Linked DNA regions of Macaca mulatta: region 2 is linked to region 1. Evidence: chromatin contacts called from public Hi-C data. All regions are on one chromosome and are shown on one strand. Each heading gives the region's core, a stretch centred on a gene start, on an enhancer-like site or on the middle of the called end of the contact. The rest is flanking DNA. Distances are from core to core; before and after follow the strand shown.

Region 1 (6,435 bases), core at 2,139-4,638:
TGAAACGGGACATTCACTGCACCGTTCTTTGTAATAGCATAACACTGAAAACAACCTAAATGTTGATTAGTAAGAGAATGCTAACTCATGGCACCACGCATACAATAGCACATAAATACACAGGAATACCATGCAGCCATTAAAAAATATACCGCTTATGTGTATTTATTAGCATGGAAAATAGACCACAGTGTATGAAAATAATATATGAAAAAAGCAGGTTAATAGCAGAAACCATTCCATTATGTTTTTTTAAAAAATGGTCAAGTACGTATGTGTCTACAGAAAAAAAAAAATATCAAGAATACAGAACAAAGATTTACAATGTTCATTTCTGTATGTTGAAATTCCCTGTGATTGTCACTTTCTTCCTTAAAACTTTTTTTTTTTAATTCTTATCCTGAATGGTTCTTACTCTTATCCTAACAAAAAACGCTGTTTATATTTTGAAAAAGGTAAAATGGAGCAATGGTAACTATTCCTGTTCACAAAGGGTATACTCTGGGGACTGGAGCAATGGTAACTATTCCTGTTCACAAAGGGTATACTCTGGGGACTGTATGTTGTGTAGAACATAGTACACCAACAAATAGGAAGCATTAGGGCAAAGTCCCTTTCGGCTTCTTCAGCTCTAGGAATCTTCTTTCAGTTAATTTTTTCTTCATTAATTAAGCTGCTACCCCAGTGCTGTCTGGATAAGAAATGATCTCTGCTTCAGGAGACCTCGAGATGGTAGCTGTATACCAGGCACAAACAGATCTGAAAGCTCTGGAATTATTTTGGTTCTGGTTCTCTCCTAAGCAAATCCTCAGATAAAGATTCAAGTGCAGGTAGTTTAACCTGGGCAGTGACAACATGATGGACTGGTAGGGAAGAAATTCAGAAAGGGAAGGGAAGGACACCAGCATGAGGTGCACTATCAAGCAAGTTCCACTGGGGGCAGCTGGAGCTTCATCCCACTGGGGAATCCTAAGGGACAAGTCAGGGCAAGTGGCTCAGTTATCCTGTCTGAGGAGTGAGGAAGTAGGGAATTTATCAACTAACTTTCACCAATCACTGGTTGAAGGCTAATCCCAGTGCACAGGAATTCCCTGGCTCTTCTGGCCTGCTCTGTGTGCAGGCCAAGTGGGCTCCAGGGACCAGAGAAAGCCCTCCAAGATGAGTCACAGGTACAGACAGTTGGAAATCGGAAAAAATGCTAAGTGCCAGGGACACTAAGAGGATATGCAACGAAAAGTGACCTCTTTGCGAGGAGACTTTACCTGATGGTCTGAACATGTTGAGAAGGCAGAAAGAAACTAGGCAAATAAAAATACCAGACAATAACTCCTAATGGGGAAAAAAAGTTGTGCGTAAAAGGAAAAAAAGAAAAAAAGAAAAATTAGAGGGCATGGGGGTTCATGCCTGTAGTACTAGCTACTAGGGAGGCTGAGGTGGGAAGATGGTTTGAGTCTGGGAGGTGGAGGCTGCAGTGAGCCAAGATTGTGTCACTGCACTCCAACCTGGGCAACAGAGAGAGAGCTTGTCTCAAAAAAAAAAAAAAAAAAAGAAGGAAAAGAAAGATGGGTAAGGTGGCTCACACTTATAATCCCAGTATTTTGGGAGACCCAGGTGGGAGGATCATTTGAGGCTAGGAGTTGGAGATCAGCCTGGGTAACATAACAAGAGACAGGTCTCTACAAAAAAACAAAAATTACCCGGGTGTGGTGACATGCGCTTCTAGTCCCAGCTATTCAGGAGGTTGAAGCGGGAGGATCACTTAAGCCTAGGGAGTTTGAGAATGCAGTGAGCTTTAATTGTTTCACTGCACTCCAGCCTGGGTGATAGAGCAAGATCCTGTCTCTAAAATAAATAAATAAATGGAAGATAAACGATAGATTATTATGTGGCTCTGTTGTGATTATCTTTACATGGCCATAATACTATAAACATTGACTAATGTAAGTTACATTGTAACTACATTAAGAAGAGGAGGAGAAAAGACAAAGGTGTGTGAATTTGAGGACAGGTTTAAGAGAGCTACACTGTAGAATCTGAGTCTTTCAACTACCTGTAGATAAGACTTTGATAAAGAAAGGAGAAGCAAGAACCACCACCAATACAATCACGGTAACAGGACACCTCCATTATAAAACACACAGATGCCTTGGGGTCAACCTGCTGAGTATCAAACTGCATTCCAAGTTTCAAATAAAGGACCGACAAACCAACTTTCAGAAAACAGTTCTTTGCAGTACTTAGGAGTGACTTTAGATAGCAGGCATTTCTCAAACCACCCTCCTCCTCCTCCTCACCCTCTGCTCCCCATCTCCCCCATCCAATGCCTGATAAAATTCCAAAGTCTGCAATATTAGCTGTAGCCTTTGCTACTTACGGCTAAACATAATCATTAAAATAAAGTGAAAGAGAATTCTAGATCCAGGGTTACGGCCTTTGATACCTGAACCCACAATAAACTTCAAAATTAGATTTGCCTTAAAAAGCAGCTGAAATCACTCTCTCCACTCTTAGCACGTCTTTCTTGTTTTTAGCCTATCTGATGCGACCACCACCATCCTACCTGTCCTTTTTAGTAATGCTTGATAAATGGGTCGCGCCTTGATTTAAAAGCATCTCCTCCTACACCTCTCATCTGACCTCAACGCTATCCCACTTCTCAGATGAGAACTCCACAGGCCACAGGGTTGAGGGATCTGACAGACGTCAGGAGGGGACAGCGACAGGAACAAGCAAGCGTGTCTAAGAAGGGCTCCTGTAGGTACCAAAGCTTCTCCACCTGCTGCCTCAGCTGTGGTGGGAATTCGTGGGGATGGAGACGGGGATGGCGTGGGGGGATGAACTCCGATGGGAAAGAAAGGTTACAACTTCAGCTTTGCTCTCCTCCAACTAAAATTTACCATGTTTTTGCACGATGAATGTAGCAAAGACCCACAGTAAGGAAGTACCTGTGACTACCAATAGAAATCAGACATCTCCACTTCACATCACGGTTGCTGCAGATCTCTTGAAATACCATTTGTGCAGACCACAACGTCAACACTAAAGTAAGGAGTTACCGCTGCCGCTGGCCCCTGCGGTTTCAGCCCTTCATCAAGAAGCCGGCCTAGGACCCTTCACAAGTGTGTTCTAATCCTTTAGGCCCTACGTCTTTTAAATCACGTTTTCCAGGAAGGAGTACAAACTCTTCAGACTACCAAGCCCGCCATTTAAATTGGGAACTTCAGAGGCCGGAGCCCTGGAGCCGGGGTCCGTCCCCGACAGCACAGGGTCGCCCCCAGCCCGCGCGCCCCCACCCCCTTGGCCTCTCGGAGGTGGGGATCCCCGCAGGGTTACCTGGGGGCCCTGTTAGGAACACGTGCCGGGCCATGCGGGGGCGGGGGCAGGGGTTGCGGTCTGGGTACCAGTCCGGGTTGGGGTCGCTACTCAGCTCAGGTCCGGACTAGGGTCGCGATTCAGGACCCGCCCACCGCGTGTCGCAGTCCCCGCCCCCAAGCGGTACTTCGACCGGAAGCACCGCCCTCAAGACCACGCATGCGCCTTCTACCACGTCCTCGATCCGCGCCTGCGTACTCAACCCTCGGCATTTCTGCGTCTGCGGCGGCAGTTCCTAAAAGCGGAGCGGGTTGTGCGGTCTCTAAGTTTTATGCTGGGTTCCGGGCTTTTGTGGGGTATTTGCAGAGATAAGTGCGTGAGAACGTCAGTTATTAAACTGTTGCTGCTTCAAGTGAGCGCCATCACCCAGGTTCTGCCCCTTGCCTCCGGACCTAGGAGCTGAAATTGCCCAAGGCTGCGGGGACAGCCCTTTTGTAGAAGGTTTGTGACCTGGAAGCATTCCTCAAAGGGGGATGCCATGTTAATGACTCCAACCTTGTTCTCAGCCATTCCTGCAGAATAGAATCAGCTGGGGAGTTTTAAACTTGTTCTGATGCCTGGGTTTCACCTGCAGTAACAAGGGATGTCTTCTGACAAAATTACAAGTTTAGTTTAAAGATCTAATTGGCTTATATTTAGGATCTAGAACCGGAAATAGATCATTCCATTAAAGCAAGTAGAGTGTTCCAGTAAGCTGCGCAGAGGAGGCTGGCTTTATGGGCAAAAAAAGGCTGAAGAAAAAACAACAACGAGTGGGTATTTCAAAGTTACTTTCCTTATAGGGTTAAAACAGATTGGACTTCGTTATTGTACTGACTCAGGTTGATTAAAATCTCCTGGTTTTTGGGAAAACTGGCCTGTTTCAAAGTTCAGTTTGGCTACATGGCACTTGGCACAAGTGACTCGATTCTGGTTTGGTCTAGTCTGCTAGGGCCAGTCCAAAACAATGACCTCCCATATATCTTGTTTAACATGAGTAATTGGTCTTGGGCGAGTCCTGAGCATCTGTATTCTTTTTCTTCTTTCTAAACTCCAGGAAGTTCCTGAAGTGCGCTAGGGTTGAGAACCACTGGTGTAGGCAGACTTCCCGTCCTCAGCCATGCATGGGAAGCCTAGTTTTCCCTCTTTACCTTCACACCAAAGTGTATAAAGGTCTCTTGCAAAGAATTAAATAGCTTCTCCGTCTTACTTTACCACTGCAAGCGTTCCAGCCAACGAATGACGTGGCAGTGGCCTTGGGCCACTTTTACCTGTAAACTCTCAGTCTAACATGTGTACAGCTTAATTTGTGGTCAGTCATTCCCCATCCTGGCTGAGAAAGCAATTCAGTGAGTGTTCAACTTAATTGATTTCTGCCCACACGTGGACCTCCTGGTTTCCCTTTAGCCTGAGACTTATACCAGTCCAATGATTATCTAAAAAAAAAAAAGTCGGATTTGTAAAATACAGCTGTCATCACCATTTCTGCAACACTTGTAATGCTATATTATTGTAACAGTATACTGTTATCCCAGCTGGTAATGTAGGGTCTTCCACCTTGATTTATTTTGCACTCCATGCATATTGAATACAATGAAAAGCTGATATAGTAAGGTAAATCCATAGGAGGAGCTTCCAAAAAAAAAAAAAGGAAAGAAAAAGTATATATCTCTTGTATCAAAAATATTAATTTTAAGTGTTAATCATGTGGCATTTTCCATCACTGAAAAGCAGTTTGGATTTGCAAGGCTCACCTTAAGTTGGGTTATTTTGTTTTGATGCTGTGCCTGGAATTCTGGCATCAGTTTAAATAGCTCAAAGATACATGGAATCCAGATGTAGTGAATCGATGTCTCACAAAACAGAAAAAAAGACTTCATAGATGAGTGTTCTTTATCCATGGAAAATAAATTATTTGGATGCTGGTTACATGGATATCTTCATGTTAGAAAATTCATCGATTTGATGCTTAATTTCTACAGTTTCCTGTATGCGTTATTGGGCAACAGTAACAACAAATTAAATAGCTTATATCCCTTAGAGATTAACAACAAAAGAAGAGGACATAAATGGAAACAAATTTTAAAATAAATGGGATCTTAACGTACTGTACCATACTGAATCCAACTTTTGCTTCTTATCAACATCCAATGGACAGATGTTTGTGTCTCCCCAAAATTCTTATTGTTGAAATCCTAACCCACAAGGTGAAGGTATTAAAGTGTGGGGCCTTAGGGAAGCAATTAGGTAATCAGGTCATGAGGGTGGAGCCCTCATGAATGTGATTAGTGCCCTTACAAAAAGGAGAAACTTGCTTTCTCTCTGCTCTCTGCCATGTGAAGATACGAGAAGACTGCTCTCTGTCAACCAAGATGAGGGCCTTCCCTAAGAACCCAATCATGTTGGCACCCTGATCTTAAACTTCAGCCTCCAGAGTTGCAAGAAGTAAATGTTGTTTTTGTTTTTGTTTTTGTTTTTTGTTTGTTTGTTTAAGCCACCCATCTGTGGTACTCTATTATAGTAGCCTGAGCTAACACACAAGGTAGAATTACCTAAGAAACAAGTGATTCCAATGATTTCTTCCTGCAACACCTGGGTGCAGCCTCACTTTTGACAGGATGCAGTGCAGTTCTTTATTAAAGCAGTTTGTAGGTACAACTCTACAGTCTCTATGGTTATAAAATACCCTAAAGTCCAAAAAACACTGTTTATTTTGTTTTCATATCTACCCTTTTCCCAGAACTGTCCTAATTTTTAAACTGCAAATTCTGTGTCTTAGAAAGCCCCTCAATCCCAAGCAAACCAGGATGAATGGTCATCAAACTGTTAAAGGAACACTTGGGAAGTAATGCAAAAGGTTTCATGTGGTTAAACAAGGTATTTCCTTCTTACAGACAAGTCAAAGGCTAATAATACTTTATTGTAAGCTGGTTGTCTTGTCAGCTGTGGTTATAGAATGAGTGTTTAATGCAGTCTGTACCTAACGTCTGAGCCATTCATACCCTGAGTTCTAATCCCTGTGCAGAACAATGTTCTATCCTGCCAGTAACCCAGTAGGACAGAAGCAGAGTTGACTCTACACCC
Region 2 (6,435 bases), core at 2,222-4,721, 320 kb after region 1:
TTAGCTGTTTTCCTTCCTCCCTCTCTTCTTCCCTCCCTCTCTCCTCCTTTCCTCCTCTTCTTCTCCTTCCTTTCCTCTCTCTTTTCTTTTTCCTTTCCTCCCTTCTGCCCTCCCTCCCTTTCTCCCTTGCTCCCTCTCTCTTTCTCTCTTCTCTCCTTCCCTCCCTCCCTTCCCTCCCTCCCTTCTCTCTCTCTCTCTCTTTTTCCCTTCCCTTCCCTTCCCTTCTCTCCTCTTCTTTCTCTTTCCAAAGTGAGGCAAGAGGCAGAAGATACCTCTCATAGTGATAAAGTTGGTACAAGTTGTTAACCTGTGGGTCTGAGAGTAGAGAAAGTGAAACAGATAAAAGGGGTATAAAATGTAAAATAGCTATGGCCAAGAGTTTGAATCATCAGAAAAGAAACAAACCACCTGTCTTAGAAGATTCTTGGAGATACATTAGATTGGGTACATTACAGCAAAGACAAACATACAGGATTTTAAATTTCTGAAACATATGATTAAGAACTCAAGAAACTTTTTCCTTCTGAAGGACATTTGTCAGTGATCCTTAACCACGCCATCCAAGATTGGCCACTCCAGATCTCCGTGTCACACATCTATACAACATTACATTCAAATTGGCATTTTAAATGTGTTGTCTTTGCAGTAATCTGAGAATTGCTTCCTCTGTGAAACTCCCAGCTAGGTAGTATTTTATTTCCTTGAGGATAATTTCATTATTTATCTGTAATAATCCGCATTCCCCAGAGCAGAACTGAACACATAGTAGGCCTCCGCAGATATCCACAGAACTGAGACTTTTGTATTAGATGGGTTTCTTCTAAGGCTATTACGGACAGTATAGGGTACTTAGCACATCACTTATGTTGTTCTGTTGGTTTTATGTTATTCTAGTGGTTTTCATTTTAAGATAAACATGTGCTTTGTTCGGAGCTGCAGCTGAACCATTTCTTTAAAAATTGCAACAGAACTTTGCATTTCTTAATTTACTTCACAAGACCATATTCAAACATGTTTCTGTTGTAAGAGGTTTTCTTTAAGAAAAAAAAAAAGAAAGAAAAGTTGCAGCAGCACCCATACGGTTGTCTGCCTGTGAGAACTTCCCTTTTAAGAGGAAAACAGAACCTGGCATGGATGAAGTGCCATGTAAGTGTTTGTTATACAAGTGAATAAGCCTGTGCTTGGCCAAAGGGCACCACTGTTTCCCAAACATGCCTTGCACAGGCGGCTGCTGTGTCTGCACCCACCGTGCTTCATCTCACCAAGGGTAGAGTGCTCTCTTCTCTCCTTCTTGCCTTGTCAGTTTCACATCCTTGGTGAGGCCTTTGCTGGATGGCCCAAGCCAGGTGGCTGGCTCTCCTGCTCTCCCTGTGGGCGCCACTCATTGGTGATCTTGAGCACCTGCTCTCAAGTTCTTCTCCTTGTCATAAAATTCACATACTCTAATAAATATTGCCCTTTGGGTCCTTAAAGAGTCTAATATAATACCCCGAACGTAATACGCATTCAAAGCGTATTTGTTGCAAATTATACCTATTCATTTGACATAAAAGAAATACTTATTAAAAGATGGTTAGTAATAGAAAAGGGAAGGAGGAAATAAGGATAGGAGTATAAACCCTTATTTAACTTAGCTATTCAGGTTTATTACAGTGTACACATTTCATCTGTAAGTAGAATCCTGCTGCAGTGTGTCAAGAAAACAAAACTTCCGTTTTGCTAAATTCAAAGGTAAATAGCTAGAAGTACCAGGTAAGGTCAGCCAAGAAGTTCAAAACCTTGGAACAGGGTAGACAGTTGGTATGTCTTTGAACTCCAGCTCTCTTTACACTTAGAGAAAAATAGGTAAGAGTGATGTTGGAATTATTTCAGGAGTGGATGTGCTGAATCAAAATTGTAAAAAGAATTAATCCCTTGAGTTTGTTTCTTTGGGAACCCCTAGAACATGATGCAATTCACAGAAGAAAGAAGAGTTTTGAGGGATAGAAAGTGAGGCTTGGGCAACAAGGGGAGGGAAAACCTTGGCCTGCGAGAAGGCGAAAGTGGTAAGTTCACACTAGCCTTTAGGCAAATACAATTTTGTAATTCACCATTGATTTTTTTTTTTGATTTAAGCAAAATGTATAGCTTTAATATAGAATTATTTTCAGTAAGATGTCCTGAGGCCAAAATGATGCACTGATATCTTCACACGTGCTGCAGTTCCACCGTCTCTGCGCTAAGTTTCAGGCTGTTTGCCTAAAAAGGCAAGAAACAAGAGGGCTGCTGGTAGGAAGACTAGCAAGGAAGGACACACACATTAAAATCTAATACTATTTCTGGAATATTTTATTTGGTGAAGAAGGTTCAGAATCATTCCTGAGATGTGTCTCTTGAAGATCTCTCGCGGTTGACTGTGAGGTGGATACCTTATGGGTTTTGCTCTTGCCTGTATGTATCACCTTTGTTCTGCACAGCAAAGGGGCTCACTCAGCACCTGCTGAAGGCAGGAATATTCCGATGAAGGCCAACCTCATGTGACGTGGAGTTCTGGGAAAGTCAGAAAGTCCCATGGACCTTCAGAAACGCACACAAATATTTACTCCACAGAATCAATTACAGGCGTTAAAAAAAATACTGTCAACCTTGGTAGTGGGACTTAGGATATTTCAGTTTTAGTTTGCAAAGCACAAGAAGTGGGATGGGAAGGTGAGAGGGTGAGAATTGCGGCTAGCACCGTCATCGAAGAGTGTCTGGTCAGACTTCCATGTATGATCATTATGTATTGGATATTAAGGAGTGGGTTCCTCTTCATCTATTAGACAATGGACATTTGCAGCTGTAGCAGCAAGACCCACCTCAATGACCACCCACTGATCCAGGATCTGCTCCGAGCTGCAGTCGATTTGTGCTTTAGGGATCAAAATGCTGGAGGAGATGTAGTTCTTCTCCTCAAGGCCCTTACAGACAATGAAACGTGCAATAAGGTGAAACGTGAGTATGTCCTCCCTAGGCACTCCCAGGAAAAGTTCCTTCACGGGTGCTGCTCCTGTAGGGTTTTGTTGAGTACATAGGAGATAATGTTGATATCTCTTGTAGAGTATCTACAATGAATGAGAATACACCTGTCAGATGGTGAGCTCTTGAAGAGCCGAGCCTTATGTCCTGTGCATTTTATATTCCCAGCACCTAGCATGGTCTGGAACATCAGAGGATCTCCACGAATGTTTGTTAAATGAATACATGACAATCTTGTAAATGCTGATAATGGGGTGACAGTTGGGAAACTCATCAAAACCTGGAGTGCTCAGGAATTGTATTATGTCACAGGATTGCTTTTTGACCTGTTTAGTTATACCTAATCCCACAGATTATACCTATAATTTAAAGAGATACAAAAGATTGTATAATGTGTACAGCTTCAGATCACAGAGAAATATAGTGTGGGAGGGACCGCCTGTATTTAACTTTTAACAGGGCTGTGTTCTAGGAAGTGTTTGTGATAGGGAAGTAGAGATAACATTCTCTCTTCAGGAAGAAGTCTGACTCTAGAAGGGGAGGAACTGAAAGCCCCAATCCAGTCTCTGGGAACCCAGCTCAAAACTCTGACAAAAAGGTCTGCTCAGGAAATCCTACGGTGTCGCTGGAAGGTAAGTTAGAGGCTCCCTCCACCTGCTTTATTATTTCTGCGTATAGATGACTGTTGCTGTCCATTTAGGCAGAGTCAATTCCAGTCTAGCTTAAAAGATTCTTCTGAGACCCTTTAATCTTTCTGCATCTAATTCAAATGTCAAGCAATTTACAGTAATAGTTTCAAGTAATGCTTCCTCAAAGGTGAGTCAACATTTCTAAGAAAGTAGAAACGTTGGGTATAAAAAGTTCAATTTTTCCTCGTCGGAAAAACGATCCAAGACATTTCTACCGTGGGCTGAGCGCTGCCTGGAGGGCAGGGAGGAAGGGCTGAGCGGACCGGGCTGGCATGCGGGTGCCTGGAACTGCTGGTCTCTCCGTTTTCCCTGGCTTCTAAAGGTCTCTTAGCAGCATTTCCTGCACGCTGGCACCCCCTGTCCTCCTAAGATTTTACTGCCTGCGTGTTTCTCTGTGATTCCCCACCCTCCGACCCACCGGGCCCGGGGCGCCCTCCGGGGGCCGGCACACAGCAGGGTCTTGCTTCCTCGCGCTGTCTTCTTCATATGGGATCACTTCGAGATGCGGCCGTTTGGGCGTTTGCGCGGCCTCGGCGATTCTGTGGCGTCTTGGGCTGTGTATGTAGCCCCAGCGGCCGAGGCTCACGGATCCGAACGCCCGGCCGCCACGTCTGTCCCAAGTTGGGCGACGGGAGGGCCGGGTGGGGTCGCGCCTGCGCCAGAGGAAGGCTCAGAACCAGACTCGGGGTTTTTAACTTATTCCTCAGAGGGACGAAAGCGAGTACCGGCGAGGACGGCGACAGCTCTCTATAAGCCTGAGTCCAGGTAGGCTGCCCGGCCCTCGAGCTCGCCCAGCGCCGCTCATGCTGCGCTCCACAGCCCCCTCCCCAAGAAAGGCGTTCGGGCCCCTCCCGGACGCGCCGCTCCCGCGCGCCGCGGGGCCTGGGAACAGCGCACCGGCTGAGCCTGGTGCCCGGCGGGCGGTGAGACTGACGGCGCCCGCGCCCAATCGTGGGGCGGAGCCGAGGGGGCCTGCAGGCGGCGGCCAATGGGAGCCCACAGAGCGGGCGGGGGGCGGTGCCGCCTGGCGGGCGGGCGGTGGCATCGGGAGCCGGCGCGGCAGACTGGGAGCCCGGGAGGAGCCGGCGGAGCGAGAGGAGGAGGAGGACGGAGGAAGAGCGCCGCGCCCCCGCCGGCCGCCCGAGTGCAGGCCGAGAGCTCCAGCCGCAGCCGGCGGGTCCGGGCCGCCTCCGCCGGAGCCCGGCGCGGGGAGAGTCCGGGCCGATGGGCAGCCCGGGGCAGCGGCGGGCGGCGAGGCGGCAGCCCGGGTACGCGCCACCCGGCGCGCACAGGCTGTAGCAGGTCCCGGCGGACGGTGTTGCGAAGGTTCGTGTCGGGGAATCCGACGGGCAGCGTGGCGAGGGTAGGTTCGGGATGGCTACGGCCAGGCGGTGACTGTCCCGAAGGGGAAGGGGATGCCCTTCGGGGCGCTTCGGGGGACTGACGGCGGCGAGGGGCGCGGGGGTGCGAGGGGCACGGGGCAGGGTCCGGCTTGTAGACGCAGATGCACCCGCGCTCCCGGGCCCAGGCTAGGAGAGGAGCCGTCGCCGCCTGTTCTCTCCAAGTTATCGATCGTCTGAAAGGTTATTCCCGTGTCGGCGACACAGGCACTGAGGAGGACCTCCTCCAGGTGCCCAGAACTCCGCTCTGACTAACGCTCTCTGGAAGGGCTCGCGGTTGCCCGACGCAGCTCCCCCGGCGCGCCTGGCGGGCTGACGCCGAACTTGCTGCGGGGCTAATTCCCCTTCTAGAAGGGGTGCGCCCCGAGCGCGCGCCCTCACCGGGACGGATCCCTCTTTGTAAGACCGTGAGCAGCCGGGCGAGCGCCCTTCTCACTCAGCGCGACCTTTCTTCCCACTTTGCCAGCTCCTGTGCCTCCCCGGGTCTTCCCGTGTCAGTGAGGGTAGTTTGCCCACGTCCTAGGAATATCCCCAGGAAAACCTACAGATTAATTTTCAGCCGTGCCGCAAACCCAAAGAATCAATTTCGGCTCATCATCTACAAGAGGAGCCGAGGCTTCTCGGAAAGAGAGAACAACTTGGCATTACTCCTCTGGGAGATATTTGTCATCATTAACCTGCTTCAGTTAAATTAATTTAGCCCAAGATGACTCTGGCCTGAGTATTGGAAAAAATCAAGTGCATTGGTCACGGAATTATGCTCAACAAAACACGATTTTGGTCAAAATAAAATTGTAGACATTTTTGATTTGGTTAGATTGAGACTGGGTTTTGACAAGGATGGCTTTTTTCAAAAATCAAGGAAAAAAACCCTCAAAGAATCTTGGTGGTTCTCATGGCTTTGCTCAGTGAAGTTCAAAATAGTCGCACAGATTTTTCTTTTCTTTGCCTCTTTTGTCTGCAGTCTCCATTCTAAACGTTAACACTAGATGGCTTTCTTATGACAGACGTTTAGTAAACTGCCCATTTGAGTTGCGTTTGTGTGCAGCCTAGGTTGTAATTTTTCTAGTGTTACAATTAGTAATTGAAGAAAAAAGATCTCCCAAACTGTTGCTTTTTATTACTTTCCTAGAAAACCTACACATACCAGTATCTTTGCGGATATTGAGAGGTGGCCTATTATTTTTGGCATTCCTAAAGTTGAATTTCAAGAGACAACTTGGTTACTGTATTTAGTTACATCATTTAAGAATGTCTGTTTCATGTTTGGACTTAAAGAATTCAGAGTTCTGTTTTGTCATCCCGTTTAGACAATATTTCCACTTAAAAGATGTTTACTGCTTGATTGA

What was found. Hi-C and Micro-C count contacts between places; a contact is called where the count stands out from the background.
Region 2: a contact with region 1 is called in a Hi-C map of fetal cortex germinal zone, with 2.7 times the contacts expected there. The contact joins the promoter of SIPA1L2 here to the promoter of NTPCR in region 1. A contact is called at or near these places in 3 of 14 Hi-C or Micro-C datasets (fetal cortex germinal zone, fetal cortical plate and liver).

Annotation. Positions count from the first base shown.
Region 1 is chr1:16,102,333-16,108,767 of T2T-MMU8v2.0, forward strand. NTPCR (nucleoside-triphosphatase, cancer-related) reads right to left here and starts at 3,389. Exons shown (of 5, transcript NM_001267032.1): 1 at 3,334-3,389. The coding sequence starts at 3,367.
Region 2 is chr1:16,419,577-16,426,011 of T2T-MMU8v2.0, forward strand. It overlaps SIPA1L2 (signal induced proliferation associated 1 like 2), which reads left to right and starts at 3,472. Exons shown (of 23, transcript XM_077998594.1): 1 at 3,472-3,629. LOC144337349 reads right to left here and starts at 4,491. Exons shown (of 3, transcript XM_077981986.1): 1 at 4,461-4,491; 2 at 4,105-4,355; 3 at 2,638-3,083. The coding sequence starts at 4,491. The coding sequence ends at 2,772.